2 separate regions of the Mus musculus genome follow, and region 2 is linked to region 1. Evidence: chromatin contacts called from public promoter capture Hi-C data. All regions are on one chromosome and are shown on one strand. Each heading gives the region's core, a stretch centred on a gene start, on an enhancer-like site or on the middle of the called end of the contact. The rest is flanking DNA. Distances are from core to core; before and after follow the strand shown.

Region 1 (6,845 bases), core at 3,124-5,623:
AGACAAGAAAAGAAAGTTTGAAGTCAGAAAGAACATGATTAAGGATTGCATTACTTCCCCCATACAATCATTATACATTCATAAACAAAAACACAATTACATGTTTGCCTTTGTATACAAGCTAGTATCAAGTCTCTTGGATCTTAAATATAAGTTTGTTATTTGTATTTTACAATGTGACTCAGTTGTTCTTTCCCTGTACTGAAGAAAATAATCAAGAATAGAATTTTTTAGTTCCCTGAACTCTTGAAAATTCAGATCCTAATATATCTACCCAGTAATGTCGCACTCCACTTTTGTAATCTAAGTTACTGTTACCTTTATCTCAGTCTTCTCTGACCTCTCTTGTGCCTGCTTTCCTCTCACCTGCCTTAAATCCATTATTGTCAGCACCCATGATTTGAAAAACACAAGTGAATCTCTGTTCCTTCTTTCTATGGCCTATGACAACCCAGCCCACCTGAAGCTTTTGCATGTAATGCTTTGCTCTCAGAACATTCTTGGTCTCATTAACACACGTTGGCTCTTGATACAATTTCTTATCTCTGCTGAAAAAACAAAACCTTAGTAAATTTTACTCTTTCTTCAAACCAGCATGCACCCAATTTTGAGACTCACAATTTCTTTTTTATGTATTTTATAGTGAATGTCAGTGAAATTTCCATGAAAATAAGCTTATGAAGGCTGACTCAAATTATTTATACTTCTCCAAGTACAAACTTAGTTTTACATAAGATGTGTAAAACAACTTTGAAAAAGAATAAAAAAGGATTAAAATGACCCTAGGCTCAGTAAAGACTGGTAATGCAAGGCTCCAGTATCTATCTCAATAAAGTAAATACTAACACACATACACACATGTATATATGGTTTTATGTTATACGTTTATAAACAGCAATCAAAATTTGATAAAGTGTTTATGATATAGCTAAAGTTTGAGAGACACTAAATAATGAACTCATGCAAATCAGGTATAAAAGGGGAAAAATAATATGAATTGTGATCAGCAAAATGTTTAAAGTAGGATTTACTTATGGTGAAAAGAAACAATTTTGAAGTATAAAGAAGAGAAGAGAGAAATATGTGATAAACGGCAAAATGACAAGAGAAATACATTTTAAGTGCTATATCACATATAATACAATGATAATAAACAGTTATGATATGTTATCAAATAGGAAAAATATTTTGAATGGTCACAAGACAAGACAATTACCAACATGAATATGATAATTACTCTGACTTAATTGAATCATTTCACACATAGATCTAAATACCACACAGTATTCCATGAATCTGTACAATTATCATATACATGTTATGAATGAATAAAAATCAAATTGACTACACAAAACTACAATATCAGTTACATTTCATTTTTCATATATATACCAAAATATTTTTGTTTAAGCATTTAGAAAGAAACTGAATGTAAAATAATAAAGGGGAGGAAAAATAATTTGAAAAAATAAATTGGCATAAATTTTGTTAATATTCTAAAAGACAATTGTGTAAAGCAGAAGTAGTAAGATGGGTTTGGGGGTATAACCTATATAAAGATTAAGTATGTTGGCAATATCTCAAAGGTGGGAAGAAAGAGTGAGAAATATTTCCTGGTAAAGATTGCATTTATGGAATAAAATAGCATTACTTGTAATACAGACTAATTCTAGGGCAGAAATAAAAATATATTATAAAAAGAAGTACAAGTTGGAAGTCACTAAAAGAATTAAAATAAAAAATGAAAACAGTTAAAAAACCATGGAGATGGAAGTCATGGTACTTTGTAAGACATCTAGTAGAGGATGAGTCTCTAAGGCCAATGTGATGAGTGCAGAGTTCATAGAAAAAAGAGTGCCTCAGAGGGGCTTCTTGTGGAGAATGTCATAGACTATACGAGTGAATTTGGGTTCTAATTCATTATTGGTACTTAAAACTGATATACAGAACAATAATTTCATTAAGGTATAGTCACGGGATATAGTATAAAACAAAGCAAATGAAATATCAATGAACAAGTTTCATGGGGAAACAGGATTAAGCTTTACAAATGGCTATTGAATCATTTCAAAAGAAAACCATGTGGTGAGATAGAGCAGTGTGAGACAGGAGATAGTCCATTGGGTTTCAATTCTCATAGTTGAACTGATATTTATATCACCATCAAATGAATTAAAAATTGCCCCCTTTTTTTCTGTCACTAGCCCAGACTAGACACTTAACTTCTTCAGAAACTCTTCTTCTTCTCTTATAGATGCATGGTCTTAATGGTCCCATAGTTTCTGATCATAGAGAATTTAATGGTCTTTAACTCCAAATAATGATGTTTTACTTCATTACTGTTTTTCCAACTTTCTCCCAAGATAAACAGATGGACAGATGATAGAGGGATAGATATATGATTGATTGATAGAAAAATAGATAGATAGATAGATAGATAGATAGATAGATAGATAGACAGATAGATAGAAGATAGATAGTTAGATAGATAGATAGATAGATAGATAGATAGATAGATAGATAGATAGTATCTATATAATATGCAAATGCTAATTGGATAGCCGGATGTATTCATTATTTAGATTAATTTACAATTTAGAGTTTATGTAATAATTTACATCCTAATGCTATGAAAAAGTAAATAGATATAAAATCAAGGAGGCTGAACATCCCCAAACTTCCCTGAATTATGATGTAATGATTCACATCATCTTATACAGATAGGAGACGGAGAACGCTCCTCTGAATTTGCTTGGTCTTGATGCTGTAAATGATGGGGTTCATAAATGGAGGAAAGAGAAAGTAGACATAGCTCATGGTAATGTGCACCACATGGGGTGCATGCTTTCCAAACCTGTGAATGAATGTCAGGCCAATCACAGTGATGTAAAAGACCAGGACACAGCTAATGTGTGAAACACAGGTGTTGAGAGACTTTTTTCTCTCCTCTCCAGAGGCAATGCCCATAACTGTCTTCAGAATGAGGACATAGGAAAAGACAATGATGAGCGCATCGAGGAAGAAAGTCAGAGCAACCAAAACAACTGGATATATGCGGTTAAAGGTAATGTCAGCACATGCCAGTTTCATGACATCTTGGTGGAGGCAGAAGGCATGAGAAAGAACATGGGAACGGCAATATGAGAACCAAAAGAGAGGCAGGATTGGGGGCACAAGAGACAAAAAGCCCCTCAGTAACACCCCAAGTCCTATAGCTATAACCCTGGAATTGGTAAGGATAGAGTTGTAATGCAGAGGTGTGCAGATGGCGACAAATCGATCATAAGACATGGCAAGCAAGACACCTGACTCCACAATGGAAAGGGAGTGAATGATGTAGGCCTGTAAGAAGCAGGCTCCGTGTCTTATCTCTCTATGATTCACCCATAAAACAGCCATTACAGTGGGCATTGTAGTCAGTGTAACTGTGAGGTCTGTGCCCGCCAGCATGGCAAGGAAATAGTACATGGGTTCATGGAGGTTGTGGTCATCCTTGATGAGGTAGAGAAGTGTACCATTGCCCAGAAGCACAGAGATATAGATGGCAAAGAAGGGGATAGAGATCCAGTGATGAGCTGCTTCCAGTCCTGGGAAGCCAGTCAGCAGAAAGGGGGCAGCACTGATATTGGACCACATAGTGTGCACACTGTGAAACTCAAAGCACTGTTTCTTTACTGTAGTCACTGTCTCCCCTTCCCTCTGCACGCAAATGTTCCATGGCTGCCTTGATTACAGTATTCATGCTCAGCAATAAATATTTCCCATGTGCATTAAAAACACATAATTTTTACAGCATCATGTACCTCTGTCACATGTATGCAAAATGTTTCAATGGTTACAAAACAAATATGATAAGTATATCCCCAAGGATAAGAATATTTCTTAGCTAGATCAGTGTTTGTTTTGTTTGTAAAACTTTTGCTATATTTAAATTTGAATTTTGTTTTATATTTTTTTCTATTATAACAGAGAGTTATGTTAGAAAACTTTTCTTACTTTGGCTTTGCAATTAAATTATACTTTATTGAATTCTCCCCAAAGCCATTAGCTCTTTATGCAAATACAGGGATATGGCCAGATGATGCAACAAGTATTCTAAAGGCATTCAACATTTTTCTATATTCCACTCATGGAACCCTCACACAAAATTCCACATCTGCCTTGATAATGCTTGCAGAAACAAAGTCTGGCACCTAAGTGTGCTGTGTGTTTCTTTAAAGGGAAATTTCTCCTTATTCTCCTGACCACATCTCACAGATGTAAGGGAGGAGGAGTCTTCCCTTATTTCTATCCCTGGACTTCACCAACCCCATAGTCTTGTTGCTGAGTAGTTACCTGTCCTTCACCAGTCCAGATAGGTTCTTCTAAGAGACTGTTGTAGAATCAAGCTAGAAATATACATATGATGAGATCTTTCCCCCAGAGTCTCTCCTTTGTAGATGCTCATGAGACCTCAGGATCTCCCTCTCACTTCTCTGGGTCTCTTAGTTAATGCCCTTAGGCATTTTAAACATATCCACTGGGGTATATGAAGAAAACCAAAGACTCAGAACCCTACTAACATAGACGGGGTCTCCAAGAGCCTCATAAATACAAGCCTGTCCTTCTTATCACCTTTCTCAATGACCAAAATGATACTAGTTGCTCTTAGGGTCCCATTTCCCTCTGTTGATGCTGGAGCTTATGGTCCCCATTATAGTTTGTCTTCCTTTGGGAAAGTCAGTTCTGGTCCACAAGAACTGGATGGTCAACTACCACATGAACTTTAAACCTTGGATGTCTAATCTTTTTCTTAAGATCAGTTTGATGTTTTTAGTCACATAATTGTCCATTTTGTGTCAGGTTCAGTTTATTAACAGAACTTATACCTTCAGCATGTTATAGAAAAAAAACATTTACCATAATTTTACATGGAACTGCCATTATTGCATATATGTAGTATGTTAAAAGAAACATATGGAATGCAAATCTGGAATTGTGAAACATATCAAGGAGGAAAAAAGAATAATCAGAATGAGACAAAATAAGAAATATGGAAAATTCTAGCTCAATGCAGAAAAATTCACACTGATGTGGGACCAGGTAAAATTTGATGAATTCAAACAAATAAATCCAAACTGACTACACTAAGAAATTGTGCTACTTGAATGAAAAAAAATGAGATATAAAGCACAATCTAACCATGCATTAGCTTACAAATCATGCAGGGAATTTTGATATTACAGTGAAAATGAAGTAAGAGTTAGTATGGACATGGACATGCAGATAATAGTTATTTAAAGTCATTTTGAATGTAGTAAAGGGGGAGTGGATAAGAATATCAAGATATATTAAAACATGTAATAAATAATGTTAGCTGGATTGAAGGCAAGTATGGTAAGAGTAGCTAAGCATGGATTCCATGACATAATGGAAGATGGTAGAGTAACAGAAAACCACAGTGGATAGGACACCTACACATGCTGTAATTGTGTACTTTGATGAATTTTGGGGGGCTGAACTCATCTGTGACTAGCACTCTCATTCTGAAGTGGAACATGACAAAACCTCTCTGCCACTTTCTGGGCCTCTGCTCACCAGTACCAAACCCAGAACAAGTATCCACAGGGAAGAAAATTGAATGAATTTTTCCTGTCTTTCTGAGGAACATCAGTGGAATAACACATTTGTTAGTTTTAGTCTTCATCTCATTGTTCAAGATGGTGTTTTTAAGGTTCACTGATGTTTTAGTACAGATATGGCATTTCTAGTGAAGAGTGTCCTAGATACCTCAAAGTATCATCTGTTGTTCTATTAGTAGGTATTTGAGTAGATTATGATTTATAGTCATTGCTGATATGCTGATGTAAGCATTCGATGTATGCCTTTGATGAACACACAAAGTGATATTCTTTTTTGCTAAAATGGGCTGCAGGGTATGCACAAGATACACATACTGCTGAACTGTTTTCTACTGGGTGCTACTTTAATCCTCCAGTGGTGAGTGGAGTGCAGGTTTTCCATCCCTACAAGCACTTTACCTCATCGCCCTGTTCACACCTCACCCATCACTGATAGATGCATTCTCACACTGCATTGTGAATTTCAAATTATACTTTCTGGATGATAAGTGAAAACTGAGTAGCTTTTCGTAAATATACTCACCATTTGAAAATGTTTTATGTGAAAGGGTGTCTTTCCTGTACTTTGCATCGCTGTATAAAAGGATCATTGGCCTTTCTTAAATGCATTTCAAGATGTTCTTTACATATTCTATAGATAAGTCCATTGGGAGAGTATAATACTCAATTAATTATAATAATACGCAATATAGACAATCTTCTTCACTATCTAGTGATATTTTTCCCAATCAGTTTAATATTCTTATCTTTATGTAGACCCTACATCAGTTGTGTTGTGTTTTTACATGTTATATAATTTTGATTGCATTTAAAACCAAATTGAGAGAGAGAGAGAGCACTATTAAAAGCCTGTTTGTATAGTATGGTATTTATTCAATTAGCTTGTGTCATATTTCTTTCTTACTTTAAAACATGTTTCTTTATGCTTCAGATTCATGTTACAAGACCAGAGGTGCTTGTTTTGCTTGGCCATTGCATTCCGTATGTGAATAGGTCAGCTATTCTATTTCTCTATTATCAAGTCAGTTGCTCAACCTGGTAAAAGAAAATAAAAGGAGCCAAGAGAAAATACTTTGAAAAATATTTATTATATAAACATAGCATTTCTACCCAATCCTATGAAACACCCAGACTCTAATTAGAGAAGCTGGAATACAACAAGATACTTTTACTTTCAGTGAAGTATTTTGACTAAGATTTGCTGCATGAAATGAAGTGCAATGT
Region 2 (6,845 bases), core at 2,575-5,074, 510 kb after region 1:
TTCAAAAATGTCAGAGACTTCTAGAATATAGCATTGGGACATTTTTTCCCCCATTAATTTTTTTTTCATTTTTGTTTTAGAACTATTTATTAGTTTTTGAGGAACAGATATTGAATGTTTTTGAATTTTTTTATTAGGTATTTTCATCATTTACATTTTCAATGCTATCCCAAAGGTCCCCCATACCCACCCCCCCAATCCCCTACCCACCCACTCCCCCTTTTTGGCCCTGGCGTTCCCCTGTTCTGGGGCATATAAAGTTTGCAAGTCCAATGGGCCTCTCTTTGCAGTGATGGCCGACTAGGCCATCTTTTGATACATATGCAGCTAAAGACAAGAGCTCCCGAGTACTGGTTAGTTCATATTGTTGTTCCACCTATAGGGTTGCAGTTCCCTTTAGCTCCTTGGGTAATTTCTCTAGCTCCTCCATTGTTCCCCCATTAATTTAAGTTTTTTTTTTTTTTTTTTTTTTTTGACATTGAGAAATGTCAGGTCCTGGAAGCTCCCCATTCGACTTGGATTAGAGATTGTTTCATTTGTGTCAAGACAGCCACCAGGCAAAGAAAATGCCCTAATTTTTTTTTTTTTTTCAGACAGAATGCTATCTAGAAAGGACAAATGGGTGCAGAGACATTGACTACCAAGCTTTGCCAAGACAGGGTAAGACAGTCTTTTATTATTCTTTTTTCACAAAAGATCTGTCAGATATTCTAGGCCAGGGGGCTGAAGATGATATTCCAGTGTTTTAGAATACTGTATAGCTGTGCAGACATCAAATTGTATGTCATTTCTGTAATTTTAGAAGTTCTTGTCTGTACTTTCTGCATATTCATGTAATATTTTTTTTCCTTCCCATGTATCAAGACTTGATAGTTATAGTCTTATAATAAGCTTAAGTTGTTTTGGATTTAAGAAGACATTCTAGGTCTGAGAAGATGTTTTTAGATTAATAACGCAAGTTAGGAAAGAAATTGATTTAGACACAGAACTCTGAACTTTCTCCTGAGTTGAAAAATAAAAAAAGAATTGACTTTTTGAATGTAAATCTTACCTAAGAACTTTCATAATTGTTTCAACTCAAGTTGTTTATTGTTATAAGAGAAAAAAAACTTTTTAATTAAACAAAAAAGGGGAAATTTTTGAGGTTTGGTCTGTTGGTATGCATTTTAATGCTAAATTCTGTATCTGAAGTCTAACACTTTGCAGAGAGGAATCTTTTGCCTTAGCAACAGTCTGGCTTGTTTGGGAGGAATTCTGTGCACCCCTCTTGGCCAACAACTCAATTGGATGCAACCCAGTCCTACTATTGGAACCTTGTTCGGTGACAAGAGATTGCCAGCCGAGTTTCCATATCTCTCATCGTTAGTAGACCTCATTAGCTTCACCTCCATATATTTTAGGAATATTTCATTGTACTAGTTTTCCAAACAAGTACTCAAATGTCCCTCAATCTCAACAAAATAAATCTTTTTTCAAGCAACATTAAGGAAAATAAGTACTTTTGTTCAATTGAAACAATAGTCTACAGACAGAAATTGTTTTTTAATTATTGGGGTCGTGATGGCTAAGGAAAACTCCATTTTGTGCTAGGCAACTATTCTCAATTCCTAATTATAAGCTACTGGCCAATTTAACTCTTTGTTCCCCTCCCCAGAATTATAAAACTACTATGAGATAACTAACTCCTTGTTCTGTTTTTTTTTTTTTTTATTTGAGCCCATGTATTGCTGTGTAACAGGAAGTGAAACAGCTCCTCTCTTCTGAGGGGAGTACAAGGAGTTTGTCAGCTACACATCCCACACAAATGAGACATTTATGAAGTCCACTTTTAAATACACTCCCCCAGCCTCCTCTGGGTGACAAGCCTTTGATTTGGCTTCAAGACTTTGAGCTACTAGCACTAATGAATTCACTTCATTATAATTTGAGTTGAGTCTTCGCCATTTCCTGGTTGATTGGAACTCTGGAAAACGTAAAAATGTTTCTTTCCTGATGATGAAATTTCAAGATGCTGATGTCATATGAGAAATGGTCCTTTTTCAAATACTTCTGGCAAATAAATTGTTCTAGGCTTTATATACTGAGTAGTATTATCTGGAGCAGCTTAATGTGTACTGCCTAGACATTTTCAAAGTTAAAAATTGACAACTCTAATATGTGCATTTTAATATCTCCTTATATATAGTGGTAAACAGGTATTTCCCTAGTTCAAAACACAGGTTTCCACAACTAAGAGCTGGAGAGAGCAAAGGGGAAGAGGATGGGCTGGTGACAACCTTCAAAGCCAACCTGGACACCAGCAGGCCTGACCTGTGTCTTCTGTTGTCTACATTAGCTTGCGTGATGCCTGGATTCTTTGCTCCAAGTCCCCTTTTTTTTTTCTTATTTCTCTAGGTCTTTCTATGAGCAGATATCTTTCAGTCTTTTATATCATTAAACTCAATCAGGTGCTTATTTCTTGAACAGTAGAAAAGTCCTGGGGCAGTAATGTTTACCTGTAATCTCTGCAGCTGTGGAGGCTGACACTGGACAATTCCATGAGTTTAGGATGAGATCTATAGGGACATCATGTTCCAAAGGAATAGAAATCTGACACTTCCTGAAAGTGTGCTTCTCCAGTGTTTTTTCTCTCTCATACTCCCTCTGTCTCTCCCTGTGTCTGTCTGCCTGCCTCTGTCTGTCTCCCTTTCTTCCTCTCTCCCTTTCTCCCTTTCTTCCTCTCTCTCTCATTCAAGTACTACAACTTCTAAGAAAAGTGTGTTCAGTGAAGCAGTCAGGTAGAACAGATATTATTATAATCATTTGGCATAGTAAAATACAAAAATCATCTAAGGCTAGTGGCAAATTTCCAAGAACAAGTTAATACATTTTTATGATCAGTTGTTGTTTAACATCTAGTACCTGATTTTCTGTAAATCTTCAAAGCATATATTTGAAGTATTTTTATTCTTTTTATTTAAGGCTTTCTTAAACAATATACGAAAGCCTATTTCCAATGATACATGTGCAGCCATGTAAAATTTTATTGTTGGGAAAGTTTTTAGTTATCAATTCTATCTTATGCATGATTTATAAAGTGAAATGTTGGTTTTTCCAGAGATAAGGCCATGGTTAGTGACCCCATCTCAAGGGATGGTTTCTTACCCATTATTCTTACTTAAGATCTTAGCCTAAGCTATCAGGAACATCTTGTAAATAAAAAAATGAATAAAAAAGATAAAACAGATAAATTGCCATGAGAACTAGGGCTCAATATTTTATTTCAGCCAAGAGTTCCACAACTGGTTCTAGGAGGCCTCCTTCTTTTGAAGTTTTCACCTCAGTCTGTGGAACTTGTCACACAGATTCTACTGAGGTTGGAGTGGCATACATGAATAGGTAGCTGCAGGAAGGTCAGGACTTCTAATCACAGGGACAGAAACATAGGGAATGAATCCATAGAATCATGGGTAAATCCATTATTACTCAGATAAATCTTAAACTTTTGTTTTCAAACTCTGCCCTGGCTCTACTTTTGAGGGAGAGCAGTTTCTCTCTTGGAGCAGGAGATTCATGTGCAACTCAAAATTAAAGATTAGGAAAGAAGAGAGTAAATTTGGAGAAATAACCGGATCTCTTCAGCCCATGAGAGCTATTTCCCCAGGCCACCCTTCCCTCTGACTCCTAGGCCCAGAACACTCAGCAGAAAGCCAGCAGTTCTCCACCTCCCCTTCCTTCTTAGTTTCAAATTAAACTCACCAAAGCAGAGACAGTGCTTTCTTCTAAATTCCTCCCAACTCTGCAGTCTAATATTGTTCTCACACCTTCAAACACCAACCAAATGACCCAGAATCATGGAGAGGAGCAAAGTCTATACCCTGAGAACTTAGTCACTAAGCTTCTAAGAATTTAGTCACGGGCTCTGGTGAACCACAAGAGAAATGAAAGTTAAGACTTTGAGGGGTGGAACTGAGAAAAAGGAACCACAGAACTATCAACCAACAGGGTGGTACCCCATTATTAACTGGGGTTTTACTACCAGAGGGAGTCAGTTGCCTTAGGTCAGCTCTGCCTTCCAGTAACTTGGGACATTTTCAGAGCTACAGGAACTTGTTATGTCACTTGTTCAGACTCATGATACAATCATCCAAAAAGTTCCTGACCCTCTGGAAATCTGCCTGTGATGGAAAGAAAGCTTTCCCCATGGGCTTCTCCTGCACCTGAGCTCCTGTGCTGGCTTTGCCTAGGTGGCAAGTGTGGCCCAAAGGGAAGGAAAAAACAAGACTAGGGACAGAAAGCTGCAGTGTTCCTCTGAGGTTGGAGCTGGACTCTTGTAGGATGAGAACAGGAAGGAAGTTGCAGTTCAGGGAAGCTGCCACACAAGCAAGATTCCTCATCCATCAGGGACAGGATGGGGAGGAGTCATGTGCAGAGCCAGGCAGAAATACCTCACTACCCTCACAGCAGAGAGAGTAGTGAGTTGCAGAGGGCTCTCCAGCTGCCCCATGATGTCCCCAGATTATGTATTCTGTGGCTGAAAAGACCTAGTCCTTTCACAGTGTTGATCTGACCCATGCATTCATTTCCCCCTTCCAGGGCTCCCTCACCAGAATGTCTTAGTTGTTTCCATTTGATTTAGGATTTGTATTAAAGAGCAACAATACTGATGTAACATTCCCTGACTAGAAGGTAGAAATCTGTAGGGTTGTGAATGGGCTTCTCTGGGCCTAGTGTTCACCTAGAACCTAAGTGATGGAGCCCAGTGATGGAACCTAAGCGCTGTACTAAATCAGGTGTGGAGACACACACACGTGTCATCTGTCGTCCTTACTCTTCTACTATTGGGATAAACACCATGACTAGGGCAAGTTATAAAGAAAGTGTTTGACTTGGGGCTCAAGTTAAATGGATTAGAGTTCATGACCACCACAGTGGAGAGCCTGATAACAGGCAGGGAGACACAGTGCTGGAGCAGGAAGTGAGAAGTCACAACTTGAGACACTATCTTGGCACAAACCTGAGGCAGAAAGAGAATGGTGGTGGTGGTCAGAATCTATTGAATCCTGAAAGCTTGCACCCATGCCATACCTTCTCCAAGAATGCCACACTCCTAATCTTTCCTGAACAGTGTCCTGATAACTGAGAACCAAGTATTCAAAAATCTTAGCCTCTGGGGCCATTGTTATTCAAACCAGCACAGGATGCCCCTGCCTTGCAGCTGGCTGCATGAGGATCAGGAGCTCAAAGCCATCCTCAGCCATGGTGACGTCAGGACGGCGTGGGAAACACATGAAACTTTCCCAAGAGAAAAGGAAAGGAGAAAGAAAGGGAGGAGTAAACAATGAAAGAAAGAATGAATGAAAAGAAAAATAAAAAAGAAATAATTAAATAAAGAAAGTCAGTTGTGTGAGGGAACAATGAAGAAACCTGTGCAGTCACCATCACTTGTCTCAACCCCACTCCTGTTTCCCTCTCTCATTATTTCCCTACATTCTCAGATCTACTGAAATATGGGATAATGAGTGACAGCAGATATGAACCTGTAGTTTGAATTCATTTCACATATATGATGATCTTTCTTCTTCCTTCTCTTCTTCCTTTGAGACAGGCTCTCAAAGTGTACCCCAGCCAGACTCTAACTGAACTCTAGCTCCCTCAGCCTCACAGTGCTGGGATCATGGGCTTTTGCTGTTGTTCTTTAATTTGGTTTTTGACTTTAAGGGATTGAAATCTAGGCACTGTGGATGCTGAGCTACTCTTCCATCACTAGCTATACCCCTAGTCTAAACTACACATTTGCATGAACACATGAGACTCTACTGTTGTTCTTACTGTGACACAATTGCTGGCAAGAAATGTTATGGTGTTCCCATCCTTCTGATGTGTAACTATTTATGCCAAACACTAACAATTTGTTTTTGAGGCAGGGATTTACTCTATACTCAATCCTGGGCTAGAGCTCTCTAAGTTTTCAGGACAGTCTCTAATTCCAGGGAATACTACTTTCTCCAACTCTCAAGTACATGGATGAGAAGCAAGGGCTACCATGTCTCTGTATTTTCCACATTTTACTCACCCACCGTCTTCTCTGTTTGTTCTTAAGGCTTGTTCGGGAATTAAAACTATAAAATTCCCAGACTATTATCTAGCTCTGCATGAACATTCTCTGCAGACAGAATTCCACTCCTAACTCTGCAAAACTCAGACACTGTCCTTCAAGTCTGCCATCACCCTCTGACCTCAGTGAGAGGATGGAGTTGACCAGGCAAGCACAACACTAGCCACACTGTTAGTGAGCAGTGTTACTGTGTATGTGATTATAACTGTGTGCAATACCCATTGATATTCATTTCTAATAGAGGAAAGGGATTCCCATGGAACATGATTATTAAAGCAATATTAAACAAAAGAACCCTGGAGACTTATGAACTTAAATGCTTAATTTTATTAAATATAAACATAGATTCATATTTTGATAAAAGTAAAAACATCTATGAATACATACTCCAGATTCTCTCATTCCTCTTCTTTGAAACTAATGAGTCACTTTATTAATGATAATAACAGTGTTTACACACTTGAAAATGCACATGCAGTAAACAGGATGTATTAGATCTATGACTATGTCTGAAATTCTTTCTTGGATTCACAAAGCTCCTGCAATCAGCTCCAGGATCCCTTACCATAAAGCAGAATTGAGAAAGTGATCAGACCATTAAGTATTTTCACCAACAAAATCAAGACTTCAAAGGAAAAGTTCAGTATGCTACACTCGACAAAAGAAGACCAAGGCCATTGTCTTCAGGTCAGGAGACCAAAGTGGGTGGTGTTGGCCCATGGGTTGACCAGTGGACCAACGCATTTAC

What was found. Promoter capture Hi-C pulls out the DNA fragments that hold promoters and counts their contacts.
Region 2: a contact with region 1 is called in a promoter capture Hi-C map of hippocampal neurons, with 3 times the contacts expected there. The contact joins the promoter of Trim30c here to the promoter of Olfr64 in region 1. A contact is called at or near these places in 3 of 39 promoter capture datasets (hippocampal neurons, pre-B cells and stem cell-derived epiblast-like cells).

What each region holds. Positions count from the first base shown.
Region 1 is chr7:103,890,098-103,896,942 of GRCm38.p6, forward strand. Olfr64 (olfactory receptor 64) reads right to left here and starts at 4,374. Exons shown (of 1, transcript NM_013617.3): 1 at 2,713-4,374. The coding sequence starts at 3,636. The coding sequence ends at 2,713.
Region 2 is chr7:104,396,954-104,403,798 of GRCm38.p6, forward strand. It overlaps Trim30c (tripartite motif-containing 30C), which reads right to left and starts at 3,825. Exons shown (of 8, transcript NM_001378693.1): 1 at 3,739-3,825.